2 separate regions of the Hordeum vulgare genome follow, and region 2 is linked to region 1. The links are chromatin contacts, called in public Hi-C maps. All regions are on one chromosome and are shown on one strand. Each heading gives the region's core, a stretch centred on a gene start, on an enhancer-like site or on the middle of the called end of the contact. The rest is flanking DNA. Distances are from core to core; before and after follow the strand shown. Region 1 holds the start of LOC123411866. Region 2 holds the start of LOC123412375 (auxin response factor 21-like).

Region 1 (4,868 bases), core at 258-2,757:
TTTGTCTTTTTTGCTGAGAGCTGCTCAGATGTTCAAAGAAGATGAAATTTGGAGCGGACCTCACGCATGAAATTATCTACCACACAAAAAAAATTGTTTTTTTTTATTTTTTCTAGTATTTCTTTTTATTTTTTTCGTGAGCGAGAGCATCTGAGCCCGTGCTCTAGAGCTGTTCAACCATATGAATATTCATGGTCCTACTCCAAATGGCTACACACATGTTCTGTTTATAAATTACCATGGAAAGCACGACAAGTGTACCCAAAATAATTTGATTGGTAACCACAAGGATTATATTGTTTTCTGTCAGTATTTTTTATAAGTTTACTCGGACTGTATTTTGTTCGTTCTCTTTGCCTACATTCCATGATTTGTTACTCCTCTTTTGTTGTTTTCCGTTGTCTCTGAACTACCTATGTAAACCCATGCATATAGAATGCAGGTTTTTCCCTACAATGTAGGGCAATCCGGATGAGGTTTTCTGCTCATTTTCCATCCAATGATACTCGCATTCATTAATTTAAAAAAGAAAGCAGCTCGATCAATAGACAGGGTTGCTTGGCAGGTGCTTCTGAACCCATTCAAAGTAATAGCAATTCTCAACGGGTCTACCTCTGAAACTGCACTACTGTTCTTCTCTCAAACTCTTCAGAACTAAGCGTATTTCCTAACAAACCAAAAATCCTGGGCAATGTCAAACAGACAAAAAACTGCAGTAGTATATCAGTTGTCAATCCACCTGCAGCTGCGTCAAGGGTGCACGGGTTTACGCCAGTTCACGGACCTCCGGCACCGCGCGGGCACCGTCCATGTCATATTCCGGCCCACCCTCTTTCAGGAACTAAACTTTACTAATACTAAGCTATACACCAACTGATTCAGAATAAACATGATGTACCTTGTGGAGACGTACAGGAAGTGAGTGTCCGAAGAGGCCGATGTGCTCGGATGGAAGGGGAAAAGGCAGCTTAGACCAAGACGAACTGTCTGCTTGCTCGTGGACGGAGCGCCGCGCTGCGAAGGTGAGATGGCGCTGCAGTCCCTGGCCGAGCTCGCCCGTAGGGGATGCGAGCTCCAAGAGGCTCAACGATGGCGAGCGAGCGTACGGGAAGGATAGCGTCCTCCACGCAATCCCTGGCACGGCGAGCGAGCACGGGTTTGCGGCTTCCTCGTTCCCGTGCGGGTGAGCGAGCGACTTGGCAGTGCGTATGAACTTCACGCAGTACTTGCGACGAGGAGCGAATAGGGCGGCAAAAACTGAATCTGGTGAAAGGGATGGGAACCTCGGGAGTAATCGGGCCATGCGGCATCGCGGTTTAAATTTTGAAGGGAGGGGTTGGATCTCAAGGCCGGCGACTGGGATTGGAGTACAGAGGCGGCAAGAGAGACGGGATTGGGGGAGGCTGTGAGAGTAGGAGGGGGGAGAGACGAGACGCATAGATTGGGGAGAATGGCCGGTGCTAGGAGCGCTTCAGAAGTCTTTCACGCAAAGGATAGGCAGGGTAGCGGTTCAACTCTTGCCACTCCGTGTATTTTTATTATCATCTCACCGAAGTGGGCAGACGGACCATCAACACCAACTGGCTCTTTTAAAGGAGTAAAGATTAATCGGAAACCCAGTGCAGTGTTTTTACGCCGCGCGACACAGTCCTCTAGCGCCTCTCGACAAGATCGGCTTCGGTGCATGAAGTCCAAACGGACGGCGACGGGGCCATCGGAAGTTGAGTGCTTACCTCGTATAGTAGCTGCAAAACAAGGTGTCCCGCGGCTACAAATAGTAATCCCGATCGCAAATCATGATCACCGCACAACTAACCGTTGCTTGGTAGGTTCGATCAGCCCTTCTCACCTTTCCGTCGACATCGAGATACAAAATCCTCCTCGGCAACACTTAACCAACTATTTTTATCCACCATGCTCAATCAAACAATTGTAAGGCTTCAGAAACTTACAATTCATGAAAGAAATGATGGTCTCTTGAGGATCTTGTGTTCCGGCCTCCTGTCCTGCAGGTGCTCTGCCAGGCCGTCGGTGTTGTCTGTACGTGTAGGCGCCGGGAACCTGACTACATGAGCACCATCGTCGCAGCATCTCTATCGTTGATATGATATTTTTTATTATGAATAGTTGTCTTTAGATTGTAGTGAATGGCAGATTAACGAGTTATTACAACATACGTGTACAGTAACAACCGAACTCGGTCGATGGACGATAGAGCAATCCTGCATATTGTCAGGTTTAAACTTAAGTTCAGTAGCCATGGTGGGATCATCATCATCGCCATGGAGTAGAAGTGTTCGCTTTCAGCATAAAATCCTGGACTGAACCTCTGTGTAGTGTTCGGTTCAGGGAGTAGTGTAGGTTTAGGCAAAAACCCTCGCTGATTTCTAGTTGGCCTAGTCGTGGGATGGCGCGACGGAATAGGAGGGCTGATGGAGTCGTCGAGGGCCACTTCATGCGCGCATGATGCGAATCGTGGGATGGCACGAGTCGCGAGGATTGCTGCCGTGAAGATAGCATCGGCCGTTGGTGGCCTTGTTTTTTTTCCTCTCAGTCGCTGTAACAGATTTCAGTTAAGTAAGAAAAGCCTGAAAAGCTGCGAGGCAGTTGTGCAGCAAATATTCTCTCTCCCTCTCGCGTGTGAGCTACTCTTCTTCTCGATCGCCGGTGAGCTCCGGCGAGACGCTAGCCGAAGGGGTTTCGCCCGACAATTGGTATCAGAGCCTCGTGCTCGACGACCTGTGAGGGATGACGGAACCCAGCAGTCCGGCAAAGAAGAACAACGAGATCAGCGGGGTGACGGGAGGCGCGATGGTTGTGCACCAGCGCGTCGTGCGTGACACCGGGGGCGCGTGGCCTATGCTCACGAGTACGAACTACTCCGACTGGGCCCTCCTGATGCAGGTCATGCTGGAGGCGCGACAACTCTAGGTGGCCGTCAATGACGGGACGCCGGAGCGAGACACTGACCGCACGGCAATGGAGTGCCTGTTGCGGTCGGTTCCCCCTGCGATGGTGTCCACACTCGCCGCGAAGGACACGACAAAGGACGCGTGGGACACGATCAAGACGATGCGGCTCGGCGTGAGCCGCGTCCGGGAGGCCAAGGCAACGGCCCTCCGCCGGCAATTCGAGGCGATCAAGTTCAGCGATGGTGAAAGCATCGATGACTTTGGTATGCGTCTCTCCTCTCTGGTCACGCAACTCGAGCTGCTTGGTGACAAGATCGGCGAGCCCGTAGTCGTCCGCAAGTTTCTCTCGGTCGTGCCCAAATTCTACTCCCCGATGGCGTGCGCGATCGAGACACTGGTGGACCTGAACACACTCCCTCTCGAAGAGCTGATCAGGAGGCTTATGGCGGCGGAGGAGAGATACGAACTCGACACCGCGCCCGGAGCGGGTGACAACGTCGGCATGCTGCTTCTCACGGAGGAGGAGTGGTTTGCGCGCATGAAGCAGCGGGAAGGAGATGGGTCCTCGAACAGCACCGGTCGGGGGCGCGGCCGTGGCCGCGGCCGTGGGCGTGGACGCGGAGGACACGGACAGAGCTCGGGCCGTGGCGGAAGCTGCGGCAACAAATACAAGGACATCTGACGCTACTGCAAGCAAGTGGGGCACTGGGCATGGGAATGCAAGTCCAAGCCCAACGGGGAGGCGCATCTCGTACAGGCGGGCCCTGATGATGAGGAACCAGGGCTGTTGATGGCCCAGGTATGCGGCCTGTTCGACAACAACCCCGACACGGCGCTGGCTGCTCTCGTCCATCTCGTCGAAGACACTATCCAGGCCAACCTCGGACACGAGGGGAACGGTGGCTGTGGAGTGTGGTATCTGGTCTCTGGAGCATCCAACCACATGATGGGAGATCGCTCCATTTTCGCCGAGCTCGACACCACCGTTACTGGGACCGTCAAGATGGGAGACGGATCCACGGTTGACATATGTGGCCGGGGGACGATCCTACTCACCTGCAAGACAGGCGAGCACCGCGCGATTACGGGGGTGTACTTCATACCCAGCTTGCGCTCCCACATCATCAGCCTGGGCCAGCTCGATGAGAGTGGATGCCAGGTGCTGATCTAGGACGGGGTACTCCGTGTTTGTGATCGTCAGCGACGCCTACTCACGAAGGTACATCGAGCACCAAATCGCCTGTACACCATCTCCTTGCAAATCAGTCAGCCTGTGTGCCTCGCGGCGGCAAGCGCAGAGGACGCGGGATGGACGTGGCACGTGCGCTTCGGGCACCTGAACTTCGACGCCCTGCGCAAGTTAGCGCGGGAGGGAATGGTGCATGGCCTGCCGTTAGTCGACCAGGCGGATCGCCTCTGTGATGCATGCCTGGCGGGAAAGCAGCGGCGCATCCCTTTTAGCAGGCTGGCACGGTACAGGGCACACGAGCGCCTTGAGCTAGTGCACGGCGACCTCTGTGGTCCCATCACGCCTACAACACCGGGCGGGAAGAAGTACTTCCTCCTGCTGGTGGACGACGCCACACGCTTTATGTGGGTCGTCCTACTAGCGTCCAAGGACGAGGCGCCGGCGGCAATCAAGAGAGTACAAGCCGGCGCAGAATCTGAGTCTGGCCGGAAGCTAAGGGTACTGTGAACGGATCGCGGCGGCGAGTTCACCTCGGGATCGTTCACAGCTTACTGCGCCGAGCTGGGTGTGGCAAGGCACCTCACAGCGCCATATTCACCCCAGCAAAATGGCGTGGTGGAGCGGCGGAATGGAACGGTCGTGTGCATGGCTCGTAGCTTGCTGAAGGCCAAGCGCATTCCAGGAGAGTTCTGGGGAGAAGTGATCACGACGGCCGTATTCCTGCTGAACCGATCGCCGACAAAGAGCGTTGAAGGTATGACACCGTA
Region 2 (4,964 bases), core at 1,426-3,925, 420 kb after region 1:
CGGCAAGGTGACCCTTTATCACCTTATCTCCTTTTGATTTGCGCTGTGGGTCTTTCTAGCATTTTGCAGTATGAAGAAGAAGTTGGTGGCATCGATGGGATAAGATTGTGCAAAAATGCACCGTCAGTATCACACCTTTTATTTCCTGATGATTCTTTAATTCTCATGAGGGCAGATATGTTAAATGTAACTTCCTTACAGCAAGTGTTGGAGACTTATTGTGCAAATTCGGGACAGATGGTAAGTGTTGGGAAATCAAGCATTTTCTTTAGTCCAAATACTCTGTTGCAAACTAGAGATGAAATATGTCAGGAACTGAATAGTACAAACCAAGCTCTCTCAGATAAATATCTTGGATTACCTGCAATGGTAGGTGTAGATAGGAGTGACTATTTTGAACACTTCTGTGAGAAAATAAAAAAACTCCTGAAAGGATGGATGAAAAAACAACTCTCAATAGGGGGAAAGGAAATCTTATTGAAAGCAGTAGCTCAATCCGTCCCTGTGTTTGCTATGTCAGTTTTCTGCCTACCCAAGGGAGTTTGTAAGGATATTATGGATGTTATTGCTCAATATTGGTGGGGGGATGACGAGGAAAATATAAAAAATGCATTGGTTCTCGTGGTGGAAACTTTGTATACCAAAGAGTGATGGGGGTCTAGGTTTTCGTGACCTACACTCATTCAACTTGGCGCTACTTGCAAAACAGTGTTGGAGGTTGATCATCAACCCGGAGTCTCTCTGTGCTCGCATTCTGAAGGCAAAATATTACCCCAATACAGATTTACTGCATGCTGGACCAAAAGCTGGATCTTCTTATACATGGCAAAGCTTGGTAGCTGGATTGCCTACTTTCAAAAGAGGGTATATTTGGCGAATTGGTTCGGGAGAGAATGTGAGTATATGGAATGATCCTTGGATCCCCACCAGCCCGGACAGGAGAGTGATAACTCCTCGTGGACACATATTAATCTCAAGGATGGTGGAGCTAATTGATCCTATTACCGTGCAATGGGATGAACAATTGATACAGGATATTTTTATCCTGTGGATGTAACTAGAATTCTGCAAATACCGCTAGATTTCCAAGCCTTTGATGATTTTATTGCATGGCATCTGACAAAGCACGGGAGATTTACGGTTAAAACCGCATATCATGAACAATGGTCGCATAAGTATAGAGGTCAATATCATCCAAATTCATCATCAACGAGTAACATGCAAGCAGTGATTTGGAAGGAGTTATGGGAGCTTCAAGTGCCATGGAAAATTCAAATCTTCTATTGGCAGGCATTGAGAGGAATCATTCCGTTGAAATCCATCCGTGCTAATTGACATATACCTATGGATGGAGCTTGCCTAGTGTGTCACAGGGGGGCTGAAGACTTACGCCATATGTTGTTCCAATGCAAGTTAGCAAAGAGCCTATGGGCCGGTTTGGGTCTAACAGATTGTATCGACTTTGCTGTACAAGTGGATAGATCGGGATCAGCAATTCCGGAATTTTGTTGTTGGAGTTGGACCAACCTTTGCTAATGATGCCAAACTTGAAGAAAAAGGAGGTGAATGCGACTAGATGCTGATATCTCTGGTGGCTGCGTCGTCGACACACTCATCATGATTCTATTCCTTCTAACTTCAGGTGGCATATATCTATCCTCGCAATAGTTAAAAATTATACAATTTTTGTGATGAACAAAAGAGCACCGGTGGAGTATAGGTGGAAGAGACCGGAGCCAAGATTCTTAAAGCTTAATGTTGATGCATCATTCCATGCGAATGAAGGGGCTGGTTCTGTTGCAGGTGTACTACGAGATGAAAGAGGAAATTTCATTGCAGGGTTTTGTAAATTTATACCATTTGCAGCGGAAGTTGTGACCATTGAAGCAATGGCAATGCGAGATGGATTATTACTAGCGAACTCCTTGGGTTTCAACAGAGTAGAAGCGAAATCAGATTCGCTGAGCGTCATCAATTGTTGTCAAGGACAAGATCAATGGTGGGATGCAGCTGCAGCTGCAGCGGTCTTTGCCGAATGCATAGATTTGTCTACGTCGATAGGAAAGGTCATCTTTTATCATTGTTTTCGTGAAGCAAACTCAGTTACTCATGAGCTAGCAAAATTTAGTTTTTGTAATAAACGGAATGACAGTTGGACTAACGAACCTCGTGAGTTCCTAGTTAGCCAATTGATGAACGATGGAACTATTGTCTGAGTTTTAATAAAGCTAGCCATGATGGACTTTCTAAAAAAAGGCTACTGAATAAGATTTTTTGATAAATATTTATAAAATAACAAATGAATGTAAATATATAAAGACGGTTGAAGATGCTCTGATGCTGCGGCACGTCCGCTGTGTATTTTTTGAGAAAAGTTAACGTACCTTTTGGGTCTCAGAATCGAATCAAAAGGCCACCTAAGCTATTGCACATTTTTCTTTCTGTCTGACGCATCCTGCAAAATTTTCTATTGCCCCGCAGATTTTTATTCCATTTCACGCATTCCCCCCTGAATCCTGCGCCCTGTGCCCGCCCTCGAAAGCTCTTACGCGCGCCTGATTCCCGGAGAAACAATTATCCCGCGCCCGTGCGAGGCTAATCAATCAATGAACTAATCATCGAAGCCTGCAGGCAATTTAACAAAGCCGAGCAGTACGGCGGCCAGCGCGCTCCGCCACTGCCCACTGGCCACAGCACGGCGCTCCCGCAGACCGCAGTATTATATTACTCTTTCCTTCGCTCCGCCCGAGTGTTTTCCTCTCCTCGGGAGCTGCTCCGTCCCTCCTCTCCCCCCTCCCACCCTCGCCGGCGACCCGCCGATGCCACCCGGGCGGCGGCGGCGGAGGCGGGGGCACCAGTGACCGCGGCCGTGCGCGGCGCGGACGATGGCGGCGCCGGAGGGCTCTGGCGCCGGCGGCGGGGAGGGGCCCAGGGGGAGCAGGGTGAACCAGGAGCTGTGGTACGCGTGCGCGGGGCCGCTGGTGGCGCTGCCGCCGCCGGGGAGCCTCGTCGTCTACTTCCCGCAGGGGCACAGCGAGCAGGTATGGCCGCCCAGCTCCTGCTTCCGATGACTCTTGCTGATCAAAGCTGTTGCTTTCCTCCCCCTCTCTGGAGTCTGGACGAGGAAAAAACGCTCCCTTTTTTTTTGGTCTTCTCTTCTTTCTCTTGTCCCTTTCTGGCCGCCTCGTGCTCGCGGGCGCGCTCATGATTCCTCCCTCCCCGCGATAGCCGCCGGCACGAAGCGGCCTCATGGTCGCTTCATCTCCGTGTCCGGCGGCTGGCAGCAGACAACCATATATTAGTCAACTCATGGTTCTTGAGCCCCTCGGTTTCGTCTTGCAGACAGACAACTGCTTTGTTTTAGTTCTTGATTGATTGAGAGGCAAATCTAATTCTTTTCCCGGTGACTTTGTCTTCAGTAGTGTAGTGTGAGAGAATCTTGGAATTTATTTTCGAATAGAAGATAAGAAATTTGGGAGCTGGATTTCTACCTAGAGTTTTGGTCTTACTCTTACGGTCTTACCCTGTTCCAAGTCTCAACTCTGAGGACATGCAACCTTTTTTGGGCTTGGTTCATACTTGATCATATCCCTGCCAATGTTATCTCTGATGGGAACTCACATGGTACCCCGGTTGTCTGTCCCTATCTATCATGATGGACCAGAACCATGAAAGAATCACCGGGAAACACCTCTCGGTTCCTGGTTGTATCTCCAAGAATCACTTGCTTATATTAGGTATTAGAGATGGGTGCTTCTGATTTAGTGTGAGGTTTCATAGGAGCAATTCCTGTTTTCTGTGTAGAAGTTCAGTTGAGAGTCCATTAAAATCACATTATTACGAAAACCACTTGCAAATTTGCAAGTTGTATGCAAGTGGTCTGGAGTTCCAGTGCAAAAAAGAAGTATTTATTCCCTGATACGCAATGTCAGGTCGCAGCATCTATGCGAAAGGATGCAGACGCGCAGATTCCAAGCTATCCAAATCTTCCATCAAAGCTGATATGCATCCTCCACAGCGTCACTATGCAGGTAACCACTACCACTTTGAGCAAACACCACTAAGTGGACACCAGATGCGTGTCCTGTGCTCTTTTATGCGGACGATCTAACCTGTTGGCGTCATTGTTCTCTCGACAAAACTTGACAGTCTGATCCTGAGACGGATGAAGTTTATGCTCGGATGACTCTCCAGCCAGTTAGCAATGTAAGTGTCACTTCCTAAAGTTCAGAGAAATCGTTTTATTACGAGACGTACTTGTACTGCCATGGTTTTATAGTTCTTGCCTAAAAATGGGTTGGGGATTGTAACTGCTAGGTGACACAGTGTGACAAGGAGATATTGCTGGCATCAGAGCTTGCCCTGAAACAAAACAAGCCACAAACAGAATTCTTCTGCAAAACATTGACCGCGAGTGATACGAGCACTCATGGAGGATTCTCCGTGCCACGGCGTGCTGCAGAGAGGATTTTCCCTCGTCTTGTAAGCATAGTTTATTTCTGATGTAAAATCATGTGTTGAGTGTTTTTTTTGGTTTGTTCTTATTTGTTCGAGTTGTACCATGTGTAGGACTTCTCATTGCAACCTCCTGCTCAGGAACTCCAGGCCAGGGATTTACATGATACCATTTGGACATTCCGTCATATATTTAGAGGCAAGTCAAATGTTTTTTTAGTTCCTCTCAACGCATGAATGAAAGCTGGTGGAAGTTAGCCAAGCCCATATTTTAATGTCATATATCTGTTTTGGCCTACAGTTCTGTTCCTTCATGATTTAATCCATTCGACTGTTTTCTTTGGAAGGAATAATGCACTAATTTCATGAGTGCTTCTCTTCACCAGGCCAGCCTAAAAGGCATCTGCTGACTACTGGCTGGAGCTTATTTATCAGTGGAAAGAGACTTATTGCTGGTGATTCAGTCTTATTTATTAGGTAAAATGTTGATGCCGATGTCTCCATTTATT

Evidence for each region. Hi-C and Micro-C count contacts between places; a contact is called where the count stands out from the background.
Region 2: a Hi-C map of seedling shows a contact between it and region 1, with 2.8 times the contacts expected there. The contact joins the promoter of LOC123412375 here to the promoter of LOC123411866 in region 1. A contact is called at or near these places in 2 of 6 Hi-C or Micro-C datasets (leaf and seedling).

What each region holds. Positions count from the first base shown.
Region 1 is chr7H:186,379,389-186,384,256 of MorexV3_pseudomolecules_assembly, forward strand. It overlaps LOC123411866, which reads right to left and starts at 1,508. Exons shown (of 7, transcript XM_045104826.1): 1 at 914-1,508.
Region 2 is chr7H:186,798,349-186,803,312 of MorexV3_pseudomolecules_assembly, forward strand. LOC123412375 (auxin response factor 21-like) reads left to right here and starts at 2,676. Exons shown (of 13, transcript XM_045105321.1): 1 at 2,676-3,041; 2 at 3,933-4,031; 3 at 4,150-4,206; 4 at 4,327-4,482; 5 at 4,570-4,654; 6 at 4,842-4,932. The coding sequence starts at 2,886.